2 separate regions of the Pan troglodytes genome follow, and region 2 is linked to region 1. A link is a contact called in public HiChIP or PLAC-seq data. All regions are on one chromosome and are shown on one strand. Each heading gives the region's core, a stretch centred on a gene start, on an enhancer-like site or on the middle of the called end of the contact. The rest is flanking DNA. Distances are from core to core; before and after follow the strand shown. Region 1 holds the start of METTL18 (methyltransferase 18, RPL3 N3(tau)-histidine). Region 2 holds the start of F5 (coagulation factor V).

Region 1 (6,893 bases), core at 128-2,627:
TCTTCTATAGTGAAATTAAACTGAAAGGTCATCCTCTTATTAAATGCACACAATCTTTAAATTCAGATTCTTCAACTTCTGGATAGAATTTGATGATACACACAAATCTGCCTCAATTATTCAATTAGTTTTGTTGGGCCCAATTTCTCTTTAGCAGCTTATACATGGTAACAAATATTTAGAGATATTTCCAAATGACTTTTTAGACGTCTTTGGTCCTCTTTCCAAGCAGCTCTGGAAAGAAAAAAAAAAAAAAAGAAAGAAAATGATGATTAAAGCAAAATGGCATATTTCACTAAAGTGTAATATTAAACAGCCACCCCCACCCCTCCCCGTCCCACCATACAGCTGCTTTTTCTTAAAAAGTTGTGGGGAAGAGAGAGAGATAAGAGATTTGGACACTCATACACACCTTAAGGGTTCAAAAGTGGGAGAAGAAAATCAACTATAAAAACAAACAGAAGAACAGCAGCAGCAGCAACCACCACCACTACCACCTGGACAAACATAAAGTCCAAGATATTCAGACAGGACAGCCTAGCTACTTGCTGTCTTTCAGCTGTCTTGATTTGTGTCCAACCATATTCACCCCCTAAGCTTCCAGAATAACTTCACTTCTGTCTTTTACAGAAGAGGTGCAGTATTTTATTTTGGTAAGTCAGCGTCCTTTTAAAAACATGCATAGGTATGGCCTGGTGTGTGTAAATTCATCCAAGACTTCACTCCAAACATTTAGTCGAGAACAGCAGCCCTAAGTGTATGGAAGTGGGGGTAATTTGGCAATAATTAGTAGAGACTAATTCGGTGGCAGAGCAAACGCAAACTAGGGCACTGCAGTAGTTTGGAGAGACCTGTAGAAATAAGAAGCAACTTTATTGAGAATCTTCTATCTACTGCGCTAGACACTATATCATCTGCCTCAATTTTCACAGTTCTGGCAAGTGGGATCTTTGTTCCCTTTATACAAGATTTACAATTTGGGGGAGAGGCGGGTCACCCAGTCCCGCGGCTAGGAACGCGCCTCTTTCCTCTCCCATCACGCTGCAAGGCTTGGAGTCACTTCCGGCTGCAGGTCCCGGAACAAATCCGACCCCAGAAGTGGGGACTTCTGGCCCTCACCTCCCCATTTGAATGTAATGTTTACAGTGATCCAGACCTGGGGATGCTTGCTTCCCGACGTGTCCTGGGATCGCGCTTCTGAAAAAGCTCACCTCACGACGCCTCCTCCGGACCTAAATCGCGCACCAGTGAGTCGAGTCCTCCAGGGACTAGAGAAGCCCGACGTTCTTTCCGGCCTTGAGGGACCCGGGCTCACCAAGAAACCAGCCGCCCTCCTCTCTATGGTTTGGAGCCGGCGGAGAGCGCGCAAGGGTTGGCGGGACTGCGAGTTTCCGGTCTGGGCTTTGGCGGGTCTGGTTTGAAGCTCTCCTGTTTGACGAAAGTATGTCTCAGGAAGGTGCGGTCCCAGCTAGCGCGGTTCCCCTGGAAGAATTAAGTAGCTGGCCAGAGGAGCTATGCCGCCGGGAACTGCCGTCCGTCCTGCCCCGACTCCTCATATCCTTCCTTGGTTGTCACTTCTACCTAGAGAAGGGTGTGGGCGGGTCGCGAACCTTTCTCTTCTGTCCCTTCAGACCCACCGCCAGGCTGGGTTATATTACCGCGGCCTGAACCCCCTCTTTTCTTTGTCAGTGAGTGGGATGAAAAGTGAGGGACTGGAGGGGAAGCGACAACCGTGGTAGATTTAAGTAAGGCTTTGGCCCTGGAAAGGCTCACGGACGTGTTCTGACCCAAGGTTTTAGCAGTGGATGTGGCGTTTTCTTCCATTCCTTCTTTGAGTTTTTCTGTACTCGTTGCTTGCAATTAAGTGTAAATACTTTTGCTAGTGGATAATGGGGGAGGCAAGGACTGAGACCTGCGGTATGAGGATAGCTCTGGCTCTTAATAGTTTGAGGTAAAGCGAGATACTCTGAGCTTTTGTCTCCCGTAAAAAGGGTGGTGAATATGAATAAGGGCTTTCTTAGCGTTGTGAGAATTAAAGGACATAGTTCTATGGTGTGAAATCTTTAAAAGATGTTCAGTAAATAAAAATGATTTTCCTCCTTCCCCTCTCAGACCTCTTTTTCTTCTTTCTTTCTTTTTTTTTTTTGACAAGTTCTCACTCCTCTCACCCAGGCTGGAGTCTTTCTGAAAGAGTTGCTTCCGCTTGTTGTTGGCTTTCAACTGTTGGATTTGAGGCGCTTAGCGCCTTCTTCGTCCGGGTGCAGCACATTCTTGATTGGTCTCATGCCTTTGTGGTTGTAAATGTGCCTGGAATCCTAGCCTTTCATGGTAAACCATATGTATATGTATCTTTTTCACAACATTTGAGCCCAGCTTTATACAATTACACTCAAAAGAAAAAAAGTAACCTTCACTTGAGAGAATCTCAATACTGCACAAATATTGTGCAGCTAAAGCCCTATGTAATCACATAGAAGTTATTCACCTAGGCATTAGCAAAATCTCAGAAGGTGCCAAAGCCCCCTTTTTTAGTTTTTGTGTAGATACAGAATTGCCGTCTTCAAGGAGTTTCAACTTGAAAACAAATAGCCACCCTCAAAACATTCAAAAACACTTAAACTGCATGCATAATGTGTGTGAGACATGGTGTTAGGCTTTGGGAGAACAGAGACACAGAACGTGATTCCTCTTCTTCCCCAAAGCTTATAGAGAGACTTCATTAAGTTGAAAGTCAACATTCCCACCTAGCTTTGCACTTCAAACGACATATTCAAAAAAGCCCAAACTTCTCTAGTTTTCTTCATCTGAGTAAATGGTTTCACAAACTGAAACCTTGAATCCTCTCTCTCTAACACACCCGATCAGTAAGTTCTATTGTTTCTGATTCCAAACTATGTCTTGAATCAATCCGTTTATCTCCATCCTCATTGCTACCACTCTGATTCCAAACCCTTATCACCTCTCACTTGGAGTATTGTTTCCTTGTTTCTACTCATAATTCATTATTCCAAAAAAGTTAAGAGGGGAAAAACATAGATCTCGTCATTTCCCTTTTTAAACCACTTTACCTTCAAGGTTCCAGGTGATATAAGCCTTGCCCTTCTCTCATACCTAGTTAATTAACTACACTCTGTTCATGAATACATTAGGCTCACCTACCTCAAGATCTTTTTGCTCAGCCTGATTTGTTCTCTCAGCCTTTTGCATATTTCATGTTTATGTCTTGGCCCAAATGTCACTTCCTTAGAGGGGCTTTTTCAGAGCCTTCAATCTTAGGCAGTTCCCCCAAACGCAGTCTTACACTTGTATCACATTGGCCTGTTCAGTTTTCTAAAAAGCACATTACCATTAAAAGAAATGCTCTTGTTTGCTTTGTGTATTTTCCACTTCTACACATTATGTTGCAAAGTTCATAAAGGCAGGATGTTGATTTTCTTCACAGCGTTACCCTCAGCATCTAGAACAGTGCCTGACACATAGTAAGCATTCATTAAAGGGCTAAAAATATTTCATGTTTTAAAAATACTTGGGAGTCTAATTAGACAATACTTTTTTTCAGCTTATGGTAGTATTTTAGCTTCACTATTTTAACAAATGAAAAATTTGCAATAAATCTACAATGCCATTACCCCCCAAAATCATTTTCATGTTTTGCATTTTACGTATTATTTTCCAGGCCTTACCTGCATGTCTGCATAATCATAACTGACTAATTTTGGAACAGCTGGTAATTATTTGAGCTTTACTGAAGTTTTTTCATGAGGCCAATTCTACCCTACTGAACTCAAATTTGAGTTAATGATGACCTCATTTTGATTGCTGCTGTAAAAAATAAGATTTCAGAAGAGGAATGAATTCTTGTATTACTGTGGTAGGACTATGGGGTTTTTTTTGTTTTTTTTTTTTTTTTGAGACGGAGTCTCACCCTGTCACCCAGGCTGGAGTGCAGTGGTGCGATCTCAGCTCACAGCAACCAGGTTCAAGCGATTCTCCTTCCTCAGCCTCCCGAGTAGCTGAGATTACAGGCACGTGCCACCATGCCCGGCTAATTTTTTGTATCTTTAGTAGAGATGGTTTCACCATGTTGGCCAGGCTGGTCTCGAACTCCTGACCTCGTGATCCGCCTGCCTCAGCCTCCCAAAGTGCTGGGACTACAGGCGTGAGCCACCGTGCCCGGCCGGGTTATTCATTTTTCTTATTGACATTCTTTGATGATTCTTACGGTGTTGTTACAGTAAAACATTTCTAACAATTATTCTAACAATTATTCTTGATGGTGTATATGAAGAATTAATTGTCGTGTATTTGTAAGCTGCTATGTGCAGAAGAATTTCAGTCAAATGAAGTTGGTAAGATAGGTATGTAAGTAATATGAAAATAAGATAGAAGGTGATGAGTGACTTAGGTATAAATTAAGTACAATAGAAATGTTGAGGAAAGAAAAATTTCTTGTAATAGAAATCGGAAGTACAAACTGGGCATGGTGGTGTGCATCTCTAATCCCAGCTCCTTGAGAGGCTGGTATGGGAGGGTCACTTTAGCCCAGGAGCTTGAGGCTGCAGTGAGGTGTGATCATGTCACCGCACTCCATCCTGGGTGACAGCAAGACCGTCTCTCTTTTTTTTTTTTTTTTTTGAGACGGAGTCTCGCCTATGCTGGAGTGTAATGGCGCGATCTTGGCTCACTGCCACCTCTGCCTCCCAGTTTCAAGTGATTCTCCTGCCTCAGCCTCCTGAGCAGCTGGGATTACAGGTGTGCGCCACCATGCCCAGCTAATTATTTTGTATTTTAAGTAGAGACGGGTTCTCACCATATTGGCCAGGCTGGTCTTGAACTCCTGACCTCTTGTTCTGCCCATCTAGGTCTCCCAAAGTGCTGGGATTACAGGTGTGAGCCACCCCACCTGGCCCCGAGCGAGACCCTCTCTCTAAAAAAAATAAATAAATAAATCATAAACCTGTGGATTATTGTAGCATTGTTTCTCATCTGTCAAAAATATTTCATGACTATGCATAGTTTGAAAAGGCAAGTTTGTCCCTGGGCAATTTTCAAAATATTTCTTTAATGTGTTTTCACAATACTGTTTACCTAATAAATCTTAAGTTTTTAAAAGCAAAATTAAGCCAGTAATTTGAGTCCAATTCCAATCTCTTATGGGTCATTGCTTAAATTTCAAAAGGGTTTTATTTTTTTTTAGGTTTGTTCTGAGTAATGAATACCCTATTACTATGATACTAGTATCTTCCTTAATTATCCTACTCATTGTCTCAACATTCTGACAGTTGGATTGAGCATATTCGTAAGTAAAATTGTTTTAACTGTATGATGTACTTTGATGTTAAGTTCCGAGTCCCCACATACCTCGGTAGATGTGTCCTTACAGTTTTGTATTCCCTTGAAATGTAACTGTTCTCTATGTTACAGCCTTTATAACCTTCAGTTACTTGAAATGAACAAATTCGTTCAAATTCCAGCACTTAAAAGTTTTAAATTACATTTTGGATAAATACCAAAGTGTTTTGTTGATGATGTATGTATAAACAAATTGTAAATATTAAACGTTAGTTGTTATGATTAGACCTATATAAAACATGATATGCAGTCTACTGAATAACTATCAGCCTCTAACATGTTTAGTGTCATTTAGAAAATGCTTTCTAAATTGCCAAAAGCTGATTGTCTAGGTGATAACAAATTTATCATTTGGAGGAAGTTGACTTTCTCATTTTCATGTCTTCATCAGTCTTACTTGATGAGATTCATTCTTCTAGTCAGAAGAGAGTTTAGACTGCTCAGTTTACTCATATTTTGAGTTAGCTTTTCTATTTAGAGTTCACTTGGTTGTGGAATATTCATTTATAATTTGAATCTACATTGTGTAATGGGACCTAATTTTTTTTTTTCCTTTGTTTTTGTTGGAGTCTCGTTTTGTCACCCAGGTTGGAGTGCAGTGGCGTGATCTTTGCTCACTGCAACCTCCACCTTCCAGGTTCGGGTGATTCTCCTGCCTCAGTCTCCCAAGTAGCTGGGATTACAGGCATGCTTCACCACACCTGGCTAATTTTTGTATTTTTAGTAGAGATGGGGTTTCACCATGTTGGCCAGGCTGGTCTCAAAACTCCTGAGCTCAAGTGATCCTTCTGCCTTGACCTCCATAAGTGCTGGGATTACAGGCGTGAGCCACTGAGCCTGGCCCCAGAGTTTGTTTTGTTTTGTTTTGTTTTCAAGACAAGATCTCGCTCTGTTGCCCAGGCTGGAGAGCAGTAGTGCGATCATAGCTCACTGCAGCCTGAACTCCTGGGTTCAAGCTATTCTCCTGCCTCCATCTTCTAAAGTGCTGGGATTACAGGTCTGAGCCATGATGCTTGGCCTATGTTTTTGTTTGTTTGTTTTGGGGGACAGGGTCTTGCTTTGTCACCAAAACTGGAGTGTAGTGGTGCGAACATAGCTAGCTCACTGCAGCCTCCATCTCCCACGCTCAAGCAATCCTCTCACCTCAGCCTTCCAAGTAGCTGAGACTGCAGGTGTGTGCTACCATGCGTGGCTAATTTTCTATTTATATATTTATTTTTTGGTAGACATGAGGTCTTGTCATGTTTCCCAGGTGGTCTTTAACTCCTGGGCTCAGGCAATCCTCCCGCCTCAGCCACCCAAAGTGTTAGGATTACAGGCGTGAGCCACCGTGCGTGGCATAATTTTTTTTAAGTAAATTAGTTTTTTATCTTGAGTATAGAAGTGATTCATGTTCATTGTGGAAAATATGAAACATATAGAAAAACAGAAAAGATTACAAAACATCTAATCTGAAATGGTTAAGATTTCGATGAGAACAGTCTCATCTCATTTCCGTATATTCCTGCCAGCCTATCCATCATTCTTTGTACATGTTTATC
Region 2 (7,414 bases), core at 718-3,217, 210 kb before region 1:
TATGAAATAAGTAGATAGATGTCTGCTTTGTGCTAAAATACTTTGCCAAAAGATGGAGTTGGCTATGTTGATATTCACCTAGTGAGTATCATAGCTCTAGGGGCAGGACAAGTTAGAACAAGTTCTTAGTTTAAGCAGCCAGATATATGGATTAGATTTTTCATAAGAAAATGCTAGAGAGAAATGATATGATTTAGGGTTAAACAATATGACAGTTTGTCTGGGTTGTGTTTCTATGGTTTTGACTCAACAATTGCTACCAGAGGAACAAATCTCCAGAACTTTGGAAACTTACCCACAGGATGAGGGGACAGAATGACCAGTCATGGTTCCCTGTGTACTCACCATGTGAATCAGACCTTTGCCCTATCTGGTTCTGCCTCCAGTATTTTTCTTGTTATTTTCAACGCTAACTACAGACAAGAGAAAAAACTCCCAAGCATAAACCCAGCATGCTACAAGAAAGCCAACAACCAAGTCTGCATTCTACTCATGAGCAGGCAAGATTAGTGTTAGAAGGACTGTTATTTTCCTTGGGGTTTTAGCTTACGGCAGTTCCCGAAGGGTGTGGGTGTGACCTAGATTATCACTTTGAAGTACGATATTTAAAATGATTATTTTTGAGAAGGAGGGATCTCTTCTTATTATAAGACCAAGATGGTATGTAATACCCTCCAAAATAACCCAGTTACAATAAGAGTTTTAAAAAGGTTAATATTATACACTAAAAGATCTCAAAATATTACATTATTTTTTGGCAGATTACTTTGGTTTTGTAATTGTAAAAGAGGAACACATCTTTCATAATGAAGTGTGATGTAAGGAAAAAAAGTGAGTCACACTAGCAGATTTACCATTTAAAAAATAACTAACTGGAAATATTGAATAGACTCTATGATTTAGTTAATTTCTGAGAAGTCTTATTTTTAACATTTCAATTAGAAAAAATAGTTTGCAACTCAAGGATAGTATTTTATCTGAATTAAACCTCCTCTCAGTTACATATGCCTTTAAGTAGCCAGGGTAAACCATATCCCAGGACATGATGAACAGAGAGAAAAAAAAATGAAGAGTCACATTCAATAGGATAAATAAGTCAAATATGAAGCAGAAAAAAGGTGAAAGTACAAAAACATACAAGAACTGATGATATTTTGAAAGTCATTTATAAGGCAGCAATAAAATTATATGACAAAAAGCACAAGGTGTTCATTTTTAGTTTTAGAAGATGAAGCTATGTAGACAATGGAATAAATAATATGTAACTAGGAGTCTCATAAAAATACTATACAACTAAAAATCTGGAACAGGAGTTTGCAGGAAGGGCTAATGAGGGAGCAAGTGCCTGGTGCCTTTGAATTAACCAATATATAAGCCAACACAAACATACTAACAGAACTGTAGTGAAAATAAACTTGAAAAGAAGGCAGCATCTAACCAATCAAATAGGGTGCTTTCTAAACCATCAGAATGATAAACTACATTGTTGGAGGCAAAATTATCATTTGCCCAGTTTATTTAATTCAGTATACTCTCCTATTAGTTATATTGACTTACCTGAAGTTAAAAAAAAAAAAAAAAGCCATGACATTGCAAAGGGAATGTTCTCTAAAAGAAATAGATTTTCCTCTCTAGAGAAGCCCACCCGGACTCCACACCTGAGTTACCTTGAGTTTGTGGGCTCAGGTCGGTAGCTCCAACTGATGCCCTGAGCAGCCACGTAGAACTGCCTTAGCTGTGCCGCTTCTGTCCCTTGGCTCCCCCAGCCTACCCAGCTGGTGCCCAAGACCACCAGGACCCAGAGGCGTGGGCAGCCTGGGAACATGCTTCCTTTCCTGCTCCCGCTGGCTGCCACCAGGACCTGGGCAGCGCTTGCCGAGCTGCTAACCACACTCCGGGCTGTCCCAGCTGCAATGAGCTCTAGAGGCTGTGGGTGGCAGCGTCCTCCTCCCCTGCAGTTCTTGCAAACGGCAGCAGCAGCCTCTGGCTCTCACTCCCTCCGCTTTTTCTGGGGCTTTTCCTGGCAGGAGTTTGGTGAGATCACAGCTCCCAGTGACCAGAGGTATTAGGGAGAGCAACCAAACTAGTGACTGTTTTACTGCAGGTGAAGAAGGGGCAGAGATCAGAGGCTCTAGCAGGCGGGACAATGCCCAGGGATTCATGAGCCGGACAAAGCTCTATCCCTCCATTTCCACCTGCCAACACCACGGAAGCAGTCGTCCGTTACCACTGACCTGAGGCCTGCCTGGGTCCAAGCTCACACTTGGAGAACTTTCTGTGCAGTGCAGTGGCACCCAACCACCTTAAGCAGATGGCTCCCCTTTTAATCTGAGGAAAAGAGTATTGTGCTCTGTTACTGGGCACTGAAACACTATTTTCAAGTGGTGAAGAAGCAGGGAACAAACACATGGACAAGGCCTACTGCTCTGAATCGCCTTCCTGGCCTCTATCAAGGCACAGTTCTGCCTTGATAAGGGCCTGTCGCCAGCTAAGCTGCAGCATAGCAGCGGGCTTGAAGAGCTTGGCTGAAAAAAATCAGTTGTCCAGATTTCAGTTTCACTTACTAGCTGTGTTGTCTTGGGCAAGTTACTGTACCTCTCTGTTCAGTTTTGACATCTGTGAAATAAGGATGACAATAATAGTTTTTCCTGATAGGGTATGTTGGGAGGATAAAATGCTACTGTAAACTATAGTTCCAGCACTTAACACACAGAGGCTAGGCGCAGTGGCTCATGCCTGTAATCCCAGTACTTTGGTAGGCCGAGGCGGGTGAATCACCTGAGGTCAGGAGTTCAAGACCAGCCTGGCCAACATGGTGAAACCCTGTCTCTACTAAAAATATAAAAAATTAGCCGGGCGTTGTGGTGGACACCTGTAATCCCACCTACTCGAGAGATTGAGGCAAGAGAATTGCTTGAACCTGGAAGGTGGAGGTTGCAGTGAGCTGATATCGTGCCATTTTACTCCAGCCTGGGCAACGAGAGCAAAACTCCATCAAAAAAAAAAAAAAAAAAGAAAGAAAGAAAGAAAAAGAAAGAAAGAAAGAGAAAATGAGAGAAAGAAGGAATCACAAATTTATTATTATGATCATATTTTCCTGTCTCCAGGACCCCTCGTATTCTTGTTTTTCTTGAAGGATCTGACTGTTTCACAGCACCTTAAATCTTACTTTGCTATTGATAGAGAATCTGCGAATTATATTGTCTGAGGCATCATAATGACTTGTCCTGGGTTCCCTGTATCTGCATGGCTCCAAGTTTCTGTCTTATGCTTTATGCATTCAGTACATTCAATAAATTGTAATCTGGCACCTCACATGAGGTCTCTGTTAATGATATCAGGCTCATCAACAGCCTCTTCCTCCCTCCCCACTCCCCCCAATATTCTGTCTTTTCTCCTGTGCTGATATTATTGCACCAACTTAGAATGCCCATTTTCTTCCTCTTTGCTGGGCCATTCTTTACAGTCCAGAGTTCTGCCTATCTCCCAGATTCTGGGCTCAAAGTGGCTTTTCCATTTTATGAACTATTACAACACTATTCAAATTATATAATCATGTTAATTACCTTTTGTTATTCCATGCAGGTATCTATTGTCTCCCTAACTGAACAGTTGCTTACACTTCTTTATCTACAATATTATCAGTGTCTCCCAAAGTTGGCAGACCATCAGAATTCCCAGGGGAACTTTTACAAAATGTAGATTCTGACTCAGGAAACAGGGTTGAGACCAAAGTCCTAGAACACCTAGCCTACTTATTGACATTTAAATAAGCAGTCAGAGATGCTACTGGCAGTGTATCAGAGAAATGTTTTGAAAGCACTGTGTCCCTAAATCCCAAGGTTACTACCAGAATTGTTGCAACATTATTGTAACCTTTGAGTAGGCTGCTTTTTTATTTGCATGTTTGCTTATGTATATACAGTGTACATGACATATTTATTGAATTACATTTTACAGAGACAAGATGACTACTATAATTTTTGGCTCTATTTTTTTTAACATCAGTTCCAGATAAATACTATATAACTTTCAATGACCTATTTATTAAACATGGGATTTAAAGAACATGTAAAACATATTTGTTCTTCCCTGTAAAACATTAAGGTGATGAAGAATTTTTCCATTTCTCTGATTTTCTCTTGCAGTGTAGGGTGTGCGATACATATTTGCTGACTGAATGAATGGTCGAGGTGTAAATAGGACAACCATAATTGTGTGTTATTACACTGATGGTAAACAATGTGATGTATACAGACCTTACTGAACAAACCATAAAATAGAGGAACATGGCATTTGGGGAAAATTCTTTTAATTATGCATTTGAATATTGGTCTTTGGGTCATTTGAGGGACAGTGACTGGTGGCAGGAAGGTCCACGGTGACATGTGGCCTTCTAGCTTGATTCTTGGCCTTCTGCAGCCTCTGGTGCCATCCAGAGGACTCTCTGGAAGCCTCAGAGCAGAGGTCCAAGAGGCCTCATCAACAGCAACCACTGGAGACTCCAGAAGATGCTACAGGAATTTCTTCCAATTAGAGATGCCACCTGCTTTCCAACAAAGTGGAGAAAGCCTTCCTTCAATCAAAAAATAAAGAGGTATTTTTATTTCTCCACAGTCTGGTCTTCTTGTGAGTCAGATGCTCCAGTCTCTTTGGTTCACTGGTATTTCAAGTAACAGGTGAGTCAAAGCACAGAGACTACTGCAGAAACATTTGCTCCTGGCTTCTGTGGCTTGTGTTACGGAAGAGAAGAGGTGGGACAGGAAGGGGTGGTAGGTTGAGAATTTGAGATTGTACCACAATCCCAAACTCAGGAAACAGGGTTGGTCCAGAGCGGGTCCAACAGGCTGGTCCAGAGCTAATCTAATTCCATGTCTTTGATTCACGGGTGTTTATGGAAACCTGCAGCAAATGCATTATAGTTAAGTCCAGTGTAGCAGGAAACTTGATGTTCACAACAGGATCATATGGAGGCTGAATGAGGAGACCAGGAAAAGGACAGGTCTCTGGAAATGAGACCAAAGAAATTTAAATAATTATCATTTCCTTAAAAAAATAAAAGAAAGAAAAAAATTGCTCATCATATCTACACCCTGAGGCGCAGCATAACCTTTTCTTTCTAGATTTCAAATATTCTGCCATTCAGGCTTTTTGTAGGACACTGAACTACCCACTTTTTGGGAGAGGGATAGCATCAGATTATTTTTGTTTTTCCAGCAGGTAGCATAGGGAATTGACTCCATAACAGTTCGTAAACATTTTTCAGCAGTCCTGACTTCTGCTTTGCAGGCAAGGCCACATCATCACCACCTAGCAGTTAATAATGGAAATGTTACACATCCTGAAATAAGTTATGTCTTGTTAGGACATTTCTGTCCTGGAGGAAATGAAAATCCTTTTGTGAACTCTTTTGTAACTCCATTGTCATACCTGTGTCCTACTGCCAACACAATTTCCTTCATGCCTGAAAATTTAATACATACTTAAAATTTAATATATGATTATGTAAAGAAAAGTTAAGCTTTATAGTCTTCCATTTTTCCCTAGTGTTCTATCTCCTTAAAAAATATCTTTATAGGGACCTTACCTTAAGGACTCAGGTCAAATGCAGCATTTGTAAAAACTCCATATGTTCCTAGGTGGCTAAAGAACAGAAACACAAGGATGGCAACAATATACTGCTTAGTTCTCGACAACACAGTCCAACACATAGTATTTCCAGAAACCACAAATTACCATCCACCCTTGGAATTCTGCTTTAGAAAGGAAAGAAAAATAAATGCCAAAGAAATATTCAATATCCCACTTAACAGCTCTGGGTAATTTGCATTGCATTTTGCACCCACACTAAGTTATTGTTCATGCTTTATGTACTGAATACCTGTTATACCCTCTAAGTTGCTGCAACCTCTTCTAGGTGACAAGAGGTAGATACAAAATTCTTGGCATTAACACTTGATAATCTAACGATAGTTTTCAAAGGGTGCAATATGCCCCCTAGGGGTGTTTTTTGATTTTTATAACCATCAAGAGTTCTTCTGATATTGAGTGGGTATGGGGCAAGGGTGCTGGATGTCTACGACAATAGAGTTCATATAAGGATTTCCATGTCCTCCAGGACGGAAATGTCTTTAAAAGATATCCAGCACCCCTGCCTCCTGCCCACTCAATGTCAGTAGAACTCTTGTTCATTACAAAAATCAAAAAATACCCTTGGGGGCATACTGTCCCTTTTTGAAAACTATTGCTAGATTATAAATAGCAGGGGGTACAGGACACAAAAGAATTGTCCAACATCCCACATAACTTTGGAATATCTGCTCGATATTCATACAGGTAAAAAATCTCTGAGCCTGGAACTCAAGCACTTTACATGTAAATATTAAGCATTTTTTGCATCTTTAAAAAGTGCAATTGCCATATGAATCAAAGGACAATTATCACAGGTTTTCAGACACTTTACTGGAGTTGTTCACCATTTTGAAAAATTAGACTGGTGTTGGCCACATCTCTAATGCTCTTTGAGTCACTAATACAACATTCCCCCATCAGTCCACCTGCGTGGCCGTTGCTTTCCTAGTGATTCTGTGGAAGGTGCACGCTTCTGATGACCTCATTGCATCTACTGGCACAGCGCCTAAGTTTTTGCATCTTGTTTTTATTATAAATTACTTTTTGTTTTATTCCTACTTTATATTTTAATTAGAATATTTATTATCTGTGTATTTTACTTCAGAGTAGAAAAGAAGACATTGCAAAAGACATTGTAAAAAGGAGGCAGGCATTGCATGTAATCATTCTGACATATTACAGTGAATTATAAAGTTAAGGTAGCAAAATTTACTCAATCCTAAAACATTTCTACCTTACCTGTGAGGATTCAAGGGGCATTTCCCATCATCTAAAATCAGCAAGAAGACAAGAATGAATGATAAAAAAAAAACAAGATGAAAGAGAGGGTCATTAAGGATAGAAATTATTGGGGAAAACCAGTAGACTGATTTTCAGGAGGGCTCATTATAAGGGGAATATTGGGAACAGTTTCTCCCTGAAAGGTAGACAGTGTTTTAGGCTAAATTAAACATTCGACAATATTTAACTCCAGAGTCCTGTCACTTTCTTCCTCCTTCCTTTCAGTAAATACATAAATCAATTTATTTTGAGGGCATCTTGTGTCACTTGCCCTCAGCCCTTAGCTGAGCAAGCTAATCACATACATGAATCCAAACCAACAGAACAGTGGATGTTTTTCCTCCCTGGTAGCATATTTTTATCCAAATAACAGACTCTCATAGTTGAATTTTCAGCTATGGCTGCAGCATTTTCCTCTTATTTGGCCATAGAAAACTTCAAAGCCTAAAATCAAATTGGGAGAAGCTGAGGAAAAAAGCTCCCATCCCCAACAAATGAATGT

What was found. HiChIP or PLAC-seq counts read pairs in DNA pulled down with a chosen protein or histone mark.
Region 2: a contact with region 1 is called in an H3K4me3 HiChIP or PLAC-seq map of stem cell-derived excitatory neurons, with 5 times the contacts expected there. The contact joins the promoter of F5 here to the promoter of METTL18 in region 1. A contact is called at or near these places in 3 of 7 Hi-C or Micro-C datasets (induced pluripotent stem cells, a lymphoblastoid cell line and stem cell-derived neural progenitor cells) and 1 of 1 datasets of contacts at active chromatin or transcription factors (stem cell-derived excitatory neurons).

The regions. Positions count from the first base shown.
Region 1 is chr1:79,313,874-79,320,766 of NHGRI_mPanTro3-v2.0_pri, reverse strand. It overlaps METTL18 (methyltransferase 18, RPL3 N3(tau)-histidine), which reads right to left and starts at 1,377. Exons shown (of 2, transcript XM_001139315.7): 1 at 1,157-1,377; 2 at 1-234. The coding sequence starts at 32. FIRRM (FIGNL1 interacting regulator of recombination and mitosis) reads left to right here and starts at 1,375. Exons shown (of 24, transcript XM_063795463.1): 1 at 1,375-1,554; 2 at 5,260-5,299. The coding sequence starts at 1,444.
Region 2 is chr1:79,522,919-79,530,332 of NHGRI_mPanTro3-v2.0_pri, reverse strand. F5 (coagulation factor V) reads right to left here and starts at 1,967. Exons shown (of 25, transcript XM_016932051.4): 1 at 1,668-1,967. The coding sequence starts at 1,825. It overlaps SELP (selectin P), which reads right to left. Exons shown (of 16, transcript XM_054655551.2): 14 at 6,871-6,901; 15 at 5,588-5,643; 16 at 4,029-5,006. The coding sequence ends at 5,589.